Regions from separate parts of the Mus musculus genome. Here all the other regions are linked to region 2. Evidence: chromatin contacts called from public Hi-C and promoter capture Hi-C data. All regions are on one chromosome and are shown on one strand. The core of a region is the stretch at or near the end of the contact, and the rest is flanking DNA. Distances in the headings are between cores, read along the strand shown. Region 1 holds the start of Krr1 (KRR1, small subunit (SSU) processome component, homolog (yeast)). Region 2 holds the start of Csrp2 (cysteine and glycine-rich protein 2). Region 3 holds the start of Glipr1 (GLI pathogenesis-related 1 (glioma)).

Region 1 (2,713 bases), core at 141-2,640, 1.1 Mb before region 2:
ACAAAAAAAATCACTGTAAATTTAGATCGATGAGCAATCTCAACTATTAGAGTTGTGCTGGCCCAGTTTCCCCTCCATGGTTGACTATACCCTCACGCTTTGAACGTAAACAAACCTTTCCTAAAACAGAAAAAAACCTGGCACAGCTCCTTCCGGTAGCATTAGCATAACTTGAAGATACCCTGCAATTGAGTTTCCAATCCTAAATTCCTACAGAGACCCTGAGGCATTACCAGAAGACATGCACAAAGGTGCTTACAAGAGCAAGCTGAAGGCAGAGCTCAAATGTCCGCCAACGACGGAATTTAAATATTACACAGCATCGTAAAGAATCAGAAGCTAAAGACACAGACAACATACATAGAGTACACAGCTCCATTCATTCTCCTATGATTCAAAAGGAGACAAAAATCGAAGCGTTTTGTTAAAAATCATAATAGCTGTAGATAGGTGACAGAAAGCTCGAACGAATTACTCCGGGTACCAGAAAGGAAGCTATATAGCATCTGTGATTGGCACATGGATAACTTGAGGAAGATGGTCTACTCATCCTGTCAATTCCTCAAGCGTTGGTTTGAAGCTTTTACCGGTGTCTATAGTCCCTGCCGTATTTTACGTACTTAGTTTTTAAAAGAAAAAAATTTTTCTTTTTAAATTGAAGGTAGGTAAAAACCAAACTCTCATCAAAACGGAAAGAAGCAATCAAACTAGAGCAGCCAAAAATCAAACTAGGGGTTAGAGCTAAAGACTGAGAGCTGTGTCATTTAGCAACTTAATAATCAGATAAAAGTTCTGACAAAACTTCCCATTGAGCTCCGTCCCCACCTTTCCCCGTCCGCCTCCCTCATCACCATCGGCGCTCGCAGGACACGAAGATTCTCCCACCTGATCCTGATCCGCATCCTCTCAACCTCCCCTCCCCAAAGCTCAAGGCAGAACTGCCGCGCCTTCCACAATCTCTGAGTCCTCACACTTTTACCGGGGACAGAAGGCGCATCGGGTACACTTGCCAGGGACGGTCGCTGGCAAAAACACTGCGTTAGCTGCACGTGGCCGGCGCAGCCATCAACACCCGCAACCCTCGGCTACCCCGGCTACCGCAGGCACTGCACAGCCTAAAAGAGGCTCAACCCAAGTGCGCGGCCAAAGAAAGAGACAAAGATGCTTCGAGATCCGCCAGCTCCGGGCTTCGGGTCTCGCACTGCCTCACCTTGGGTCTCACGCTTCTGTTTCTGCGGCTGAGAGTCACGTTTTTGAGCTTCTTTGGCAGGCGCCTCCGCAGAAGTTGCCATCGCAAAACTGCTTCCGGCGGCCCCGGAAGTGGAACTGTTCTTTAAGATCCCGCCGGCTACAATGTGTAAAAGGCAAAACGAGTTCCGGATAATCCCTATGAGACCTGCGTGGTCTCTGCTCTGACGAACAGGAAGCCGATGGGGCGGGGACGGGGGGGAGCGTGACACTTCCTTCCCAGGATGCATTGCAACCTCGGTGTTGCACGCTGGGAATGGTAGTTTTCTTGTATCAAGCTCTAAATTGTAGCTACTTGTATAGCCCTGTGGGAACTTCTTTTTTGAGAGGGGAAGGGAAGGAAAGGGAGAGAAAGGGAGCGAAGGAGAGGAGAGAGAAGAGAGGTGGGTGAGGGTGAGGGAGAGAAGGGAGGGGAAATTATTAAAATTCTTATTTGAGGGGGATTAGAAATCTAATGAAAATGGCGAATTGTATCAAAAATCTACCCAAACTTTGCTACCACTCTTTAGCCCATTTGAAAACCTACCATGAGTTTTGCATTTTAAATCTCTCAACTTCCAGATTGGTTTTAAAAGACTTTTCTGTTCTATTTTTATTTATTTGTTTGCTTGCTTGTTTTGTTTATTTTGGGTTTATGAATCGAGGCCACTGTGTATCCTTCACTAGCCTGGAACATGCTATGTAGACCTGGCTGGCCTCAACGTCATAGTGATCTTCCTGCTTATGACTCCAGAATCTGGGATTAAAGGTGTGTACCACCACACCGGTCTTCAGCATTCAAATGTTTGGGGTTTTTTGGTGGGGGCTGGAGGGAGCTATTACCAAAACTTTATTGTTTATTATTCTTACATCATAGCTTTAAAAGGCTTAGAATATAGTCAGTAAAAACAGCAAAAAAATATTAGCACAAAAATATATTCACTAAATTAGATGCTAAGATGTGAAGAGATGTAACCAGGGTCTGAAAACACACTAGGACCTCTCCTTCTGGACCATGCTCTCCCCAACCTCCAGGAAATATTTAATAAGCACATGGGTCAATAAGCCAGATAAAGGAAAGAGGAGTACCCGCATATGCCTAGTAAAACTGAGAACAATACTTCAGGTGCTTAGATCGGTGGTTTTCAACCTGTGGATTGTGACTCCTTAGAGGGTCAAACTACCTTTCACAGGGGTCGTCTAAGACCATCAGAACGCACATGTATATAGACATTATAATTCATAACAGTAGCAAAGTTGGACGTAATAACGAAATGATTTTGTGGTTCAGGGATCACAGAAACATGCAGAACTATACTGAAGAGTTGCAGCATTAGGAAGGTTGGTAACCACTGGATTCGACTATGTTTTGAACAAATTTTAAGGGAAATTCTCTGTATGCAAACTGATGCCTCATAATGGTGCACCCATTCCAGTCTCTTTGAGAATCAAATGTAGTTAGTATTATGTTTGAATGGTTATGAGC
Region 2 (2,700 bases), core at 168-2,667:
AATTTATGGTGTTAAAAAAAAAAAAAAAAAACACCACGTTGGCTGAAATCTGTTAATAAATATCTACTGCTCCCCACAACGGGGCCTTGTCTGTTCCCGCCTTCTTTATTCAGTTAACAAGCACCGAGGTGTGCTCCAACATATTCAAGATAACTAAGCAAACAGTGTTCCAGAGACTCATGGGATGTATACGTCTATGGCAACCTGGCTATAAAAAGTGGGGTCAAACAGCCTTGAGGAGTAATGAAGGAATTATCAGTAACAATTACAAGGCAATGGCAGAGAATAGGGTCCCAAATGTCACTTGTATGCAGTGTTGAGATTGTATGAGTCTCTCTTTTGAAATCTACCGTTTAAATCTTTCTTGAAGAATCTGGGTACAAGAATCACTTCCTTTTTGGATTCTTTGGTTTTATGTAAGTAGAGATTAAGCACGCATTGAAAAAGTCAATAATTTAACTATTTTCGCTGCCCAAGTTAAAAAATTACTACACCCAGCCCCCCCCCCGCCCCGAACTGAAAAGCATTTAATAAAGTAAAAATGTATGCGACTCAAACAAAACAGGTCAAACCAAATATTTACTCAAAAAGTAATCAGGTAAACAAATAAAGTTCAAAGTCCTGGCTTCCAAGGGGGCAGAAGTTTCAAGAGCTCTCCCCTCACCTCACCCCTTACCTCACGGATGCCTATAACTATTATCTAGCTCTGAACCCATACTGTGACTTTTAGGACCTGTTGCAGAATTTCAGAACCAAGCAATGCTGTATCCTTGTTTGTACTTTAAAGGTAGAAAGCACCAGGAAAAGCTAGGAATGTTCAACTAGAATTTCACTATGGTTCCTTCTGTGCCGGGTGGGCAGAGACCACCGAACAAAGGCGATGGCCAGGAGCTCCGTTTCGCCACAGGAGAACTGGAGCTCAGAGGGTATGGAGACGCCCACCACCCCAGAGTACCCACCCAATTCCCGAGAAGGTCGTCAGGGCTGGGCAGACACACCCTTGGGGCACTGGAGCCCCGAAGCCTCTAACCCCTCCTACCCGAAGGGGAGAATCAGCCCTGGGAGGGAGCCTGGGGCTACAAAAAGAGGCATTGGCGGCCACGAGAAACTCCCAGCTCGCCTCTCTCCCAGAGAACAGGATGGAAAATTAAAGGTCACAGGGGATGATTTACCTGCCCCAAGGACATGAGGTCCCAGGGCAGGGATGGTCTGGGGGCGACAGCAGGTGTGCTAGTGGACCCCGCATTGGGGCAGAAGTGAGAGGACGGGTGGAAGCATAGTCAGGAGCAGGGGTGGAGATGACAGGGACCGCGGGGCTGCAGGCTTCCTAGGACTCACCCGAGTGGGAGGAGGGAGCACGCGGCGGGCGGAGCTAACGAGGTCTGACCGAGGAAAGCCGCGGGCGGATCCGGAGACTGGCGGGAGCGCGTGTGCCCGCTTTTAAAGACTTATGTTGGGCGTGGCCTTGTTCGCCACGCCCATCATCGGTCATGCCCCTCGGGGTGTGCGATGGTCTCCGCCCGGCCCGCTGAGCTGGGCTCCCGCTGCGGGTTTCGAGCTCTGGCCCCGAGACAAAAGACCGGAATCCCGCCTCTTCCTGCGGCTTCCCGCGCGTCCGAGTCTCCCACCGTCTCCGGCTGCTCCTACCCGCCGGTCCCGGGACGTCCGGAGCACTCAGGATCGGCCCGGAGCCAGCGAGATCCGGTGTCGCCCCGTGGGATTCCCGCCACCCTTTACTGCACAAACGCCATATGTTAGCCTCCGGGGTGCAGGACTCCCCGGTGCAGGATAGTCTCTGGTCAGAATCCCGGCTTCTGGAATCCGCAGCTTTCCTGTCGCGAAAGAGCTGCATTCCTCATCTAGACTAAACAAATGACGTTATGAAAACACCTCATTCCCCAAGTGTTTTGCTTTCCCCCACCACTCTTTGCTGAGGGGGGAAGAAACCCACAACCCACGCAGAAACCCTGGCGCCAAAAGGCTTCGGGTTTCAGTTTGCAATTGTTTGCAGTTGTCCGAAAAGTCCAGGGATGTCTCGCCGGCGAAGACAGCAGAAAGGACCTAAAATCTGGGCTTGAGGTGACATATTATTGTTCTAGACAAAAAGCAAAATAATGTCATCTCTATCTGGTTTGTATTCTAGGACATTTGGTGATCCACTTCTCTGTCATCAGTAGTGGGTTGCCCTAAGAATTAGTATTTGAAGAGTGGTGACCTCCACGCCGCAATAGGCAGCGACCAAAACTACTCCCCTCTGTCACAAATCGATCACCCCTTTCATCCAGGCGCAACATCATGCTGTTAATAGCCTAGTTCTTTGGTGGGGGTTAGGATGACTTTAACTGATAGATGCCAGTACCCTCGCGTTGCGACAATAAAAAATTTCCCGCTTACGTTGCCAAAGGCCCTGTTAGGGGGGGTAGGAGGAGGCAGAGTTGAGGAAGGCCCCTCCGGTGACAAAGTACAGGCCTGGTTTATGCCTTTTTATGTCGTATGCTGGGCCCAATCCAAAATAAGCTCGTAATTGCAGCCAGATTCTCTGTCCACCAAGGACTGTTGAAAAACAGTGCAAGTAGTGATTGACATCTCCCCCAGATTGCGGCAGGAGTTTGAAAGCATGGGTGCCTGCTGTGAGCTTTTCTAAATACCAGCAATTCTTACATTCACGATTCCGATCTGTTTGCTTTACCTCCGCAGCTT
Region 3 (2,700 bases), core at 43-2,542, 1.1 Mb before region 2:
GAGAATTCTCTGTTTAGCTCTGTACCCCGTTTTTAACTGGGTTATTTGGTTTGCTGGAGTCTAACTTCTTGAGTTCTTTATAGATTTTGCATATTAGCCCTCAGAACCCTTAGTAGAGGGATAAAGACACTAACCTACCCACAAAACTTTTGGCCCAAAATTTGTCCTGTCTAAAGAAATGCAGGAACAAAGATGGAGCAGAGACTGAAAGAATGACCAACCAATAATCAACCCAACTTGAAACCCAGCCCATTGGCAAGAACCAATCCCTAACATTATTAATGGTACTCTGTTATGGTTGTAGAAAGGAGCCTAGTATAACTGTCCTGTGAGAGGCTCCACCCAGCAGCTGACTAAAACAGATGCAGATATCTACAGCCAAGCATTGGAAAGAGGTAGGGGACTTTTTTGGAAGAGTTGATGAAAGATTGAAGAGGATGGAATCCCCACAGGAGGGCCAACAAAGTCAACTAACCTGGACCTCTGGGAGCTCTCAGAGACTGAACCACCAACCAAAGAACATATACTGGCAAGACCAAGGGGTGGGGGGGGGTGTCAGCCATTTTTTGAAATGGTGACCTCAGACAAAGGCACACAGGCCTTCTTATAGGGAACCAGGGGAACACTCCAAAAGGATTAGGTAATCTAAATTTTCATTGCTGGGTGCTAGGGAGTCCCAGGTGGTCAGCAGTCTGCATTCCTGTGTCATGAATGTTTAACCATAGGATAAGATAGGGCTGCCCAGCCCAGACAGCCCATTCTGAGATAAGATATTTCCCCATTTTTGTGATTGTCCCCAGGCTGTTCTTTGGGAGGTGGTTTTATGTCCTTGTTTCTGGATTTTATGGTCTGTTCCTGGAGCTGGTGCCTTATGGCTTTCTTTTCAAAATCAGGCCTGGCCCTTAAATGGACACAAGTGGGGTTTATGTTGTCCTTTCAAAATAGAAAAGGTAAAAAAGAAAGGAAAAAAATTCTCAGTGCAATTACAGTGAAGAGTCTCATTTTCTCTGAAACCATAAAATACAAACCATGTTGCTTTGCACACCTTGTTTGGTTTTATAAATCTGGACAAGAAAAACAATTCTCTACTCAACTCTCATTAAAGTAACCTTTGTTATTTGTTTGCCAGAGAGAGAGAGAGAGAGAGAGAGAGAGAGAGAGAGAGAGAGAGAGAGAGAGAGAGAGAGAGAGAGAGAGAAAGAGAAAGAAAAGAAAAGAGAAGAAAAAAAAAAAAAACCCATGAGCTGCAAGCCATATATGGAGAAGTCCGGTGTAAGTTTCGTGACGTCATGTTCTGCTCTCAGGCTCCTCAAGCTGAAGTAGGCTGTGCTTTGTAAAGCTGGTCATAAAAAAAAAACCCAGCATGCTGAAGATGGAGCTCAGAGGCAGAGCACTTGTCTAGCATAAACAACCCTGGGTTAATCCGAGCTCCAACAGGGAAACAGTCTGCAGACTGAGAGAACCGAGCATTCTATCAGAACCCCGCAGCTCTGGATTCTAGGTCCAGCAGCAACCAGAGAGACCATGCAGGTCATCCTTGCTGTGATAGTCTGGATGGCTTCGTCTGTGTCTAGTTCTTCATTTACAGCAAGCACTTTGCCAGATATAACAAACGAGGACTTCATTAAAGAATGTGTTCAAGTTCACAACCAGCTTCGGTCAAAAGTGAGTCCACCAGCCCGGAATATGCTGTACATGGTGAGTTCACTAGCAAGGGCTTGTCGCCCATGTCAATCAGAAGCAGCTTGCCTGCATTAATTTGGGTGTGACTTCTGGGTAACCCTGAGTGGTTTTCTTATTTGCTTTCTTTTTTTTCCTTGTAATGAATGTGTGCAGTAAACTCAGCTTGCAATCAGAGTCGACCGTTACCTTCCCCGACTGTCTTGAGCAATACCACTGGCATGATTCAGTTCTTTCTGCACACTTCCTTTCCGCAGCCATGAGCAACAGACTTCTTTGTTGTCATGGTTTTTCCTGTTAATATTTGTGAGGTTTCTTTTTTGTGTCTTAAGGGTTCTTTTTTTTTTCATTATATATGCTGTGTAAAATAATGGTCTTTCATTATGATAATTCAGTGTGCTTAGGCTACACTCATTCCGTTGGCCTCTTGGCCCTCTTCCTCTGATCGCTTTCCCCTGCTACGTTTCTGTGGTCTTCGGTTGTTTTCCTCTACACTTCACATATAAGAGGTCATGATGCTTTTCCGCCTGCGTCTGCTTTATGCTACTTAGTGTGATGATCTCCAATCCCATCTGTTTCCCTGCAAATGTCATAATTTTGTTCTTGGCGACTCAACAATACCATTCAGTTTGTCTATATAGACATATCTGTACACAAGCTATTTTCCTTACTCTTTCATCTTTTGGGGAACCACTGGGTGTAATCCATAGCTTGGAGGTTGTGAGTAGTGCCACAAAAAAAAAAAAAAAAAAAAAAAAAACATGGATATGCAAATACTCAAGACGTGCTGACTTCCATCCCTGTAGAGACAAGCCCAAACATGCCGTAGCTGAATCACACGCTAGTCTTATGTTTATAGTTTGTGGTGATACTGATTTCCATAGTGGCTGAGCTAATTTACAGACCTATCAGCAGCATGTAAGGCTTTTTCTCCACCCACATACCAGGGGACTTACCAGTCAGATTTCCCTAATGGCTAAGGATGTTGAGCTATGCTTCTCTGAAGGACCGTGTTCAACC

Evidence for each region. Promoter capture Hi-C pulls out the DNA fragments that hold promoters and counts their contacts. Hi-C and Micro-C count contacts between places; a contact is called where the count stands out from the background.
Region 1: a contact with region 2 is called in a promoter capture Hi-C map of liver, with 3 times the contacts expected there. The contact joins the promoter of Krr1 here to the promoter of Csrp2 in region 2. A contact is called at or near these places in 4 of 39 promoter capture datasets (the C10 cell line, liver and pre-B cells), 1 of 484 Hi-C or Micro-C datasets (B cells), 1 of 115 datasets of contacts at active chromatin or transcription factors (large pre-B cells) and 2 of 9 other capture datasets (adipose tissue and liver).
Region 3: a Hi-C map of B cells shows a contact between it and region 2, with 6 read pairs. The contact joins the promoter of Glipr1 here to the promoter of Csrp2 in region 2. A contact is called at or near these places in 1 of 39 promoter capture datasets (pre-B cells) and 1 of 484 Hi-C or Micro-C datasets (B cells).

The regions. Positions count from the first base shown.
Region 1 is chr10:111,971,372-111,974,084 of GRCm38.p6, reverse strand. Krr1 (KRR1, small subunit (SSU) processome component, homolog (yeast)) reads right to left here and starts at 1,390. Exons shown (of 10, transcript NM_178610.4): 1 at 1,211-1,390. The coding sequence starts at 1,292.
Region 2 is chr10:110,918,893-110,921,592 of GRCm38.p6, reverse strand. Csrp2 (cysteine and glycine-rich protein 2) reads right to left here and starts at 1,417. Exons shown (of 6, transcript NM_007792.4): 1 at 1,339-1,417.
Region 3 is chr10:111,995,856-111,998,555 of GRCm38.p6, reverse strand. It overlaps Glipr1 (GLI pathogenesis-related 1 (glioma)), which reads left to right and starts at 1,292. Exons shown (of 6, transcript NM_028608.3): 1 at 1,292-1,698. The coding sequence starts at 1,525.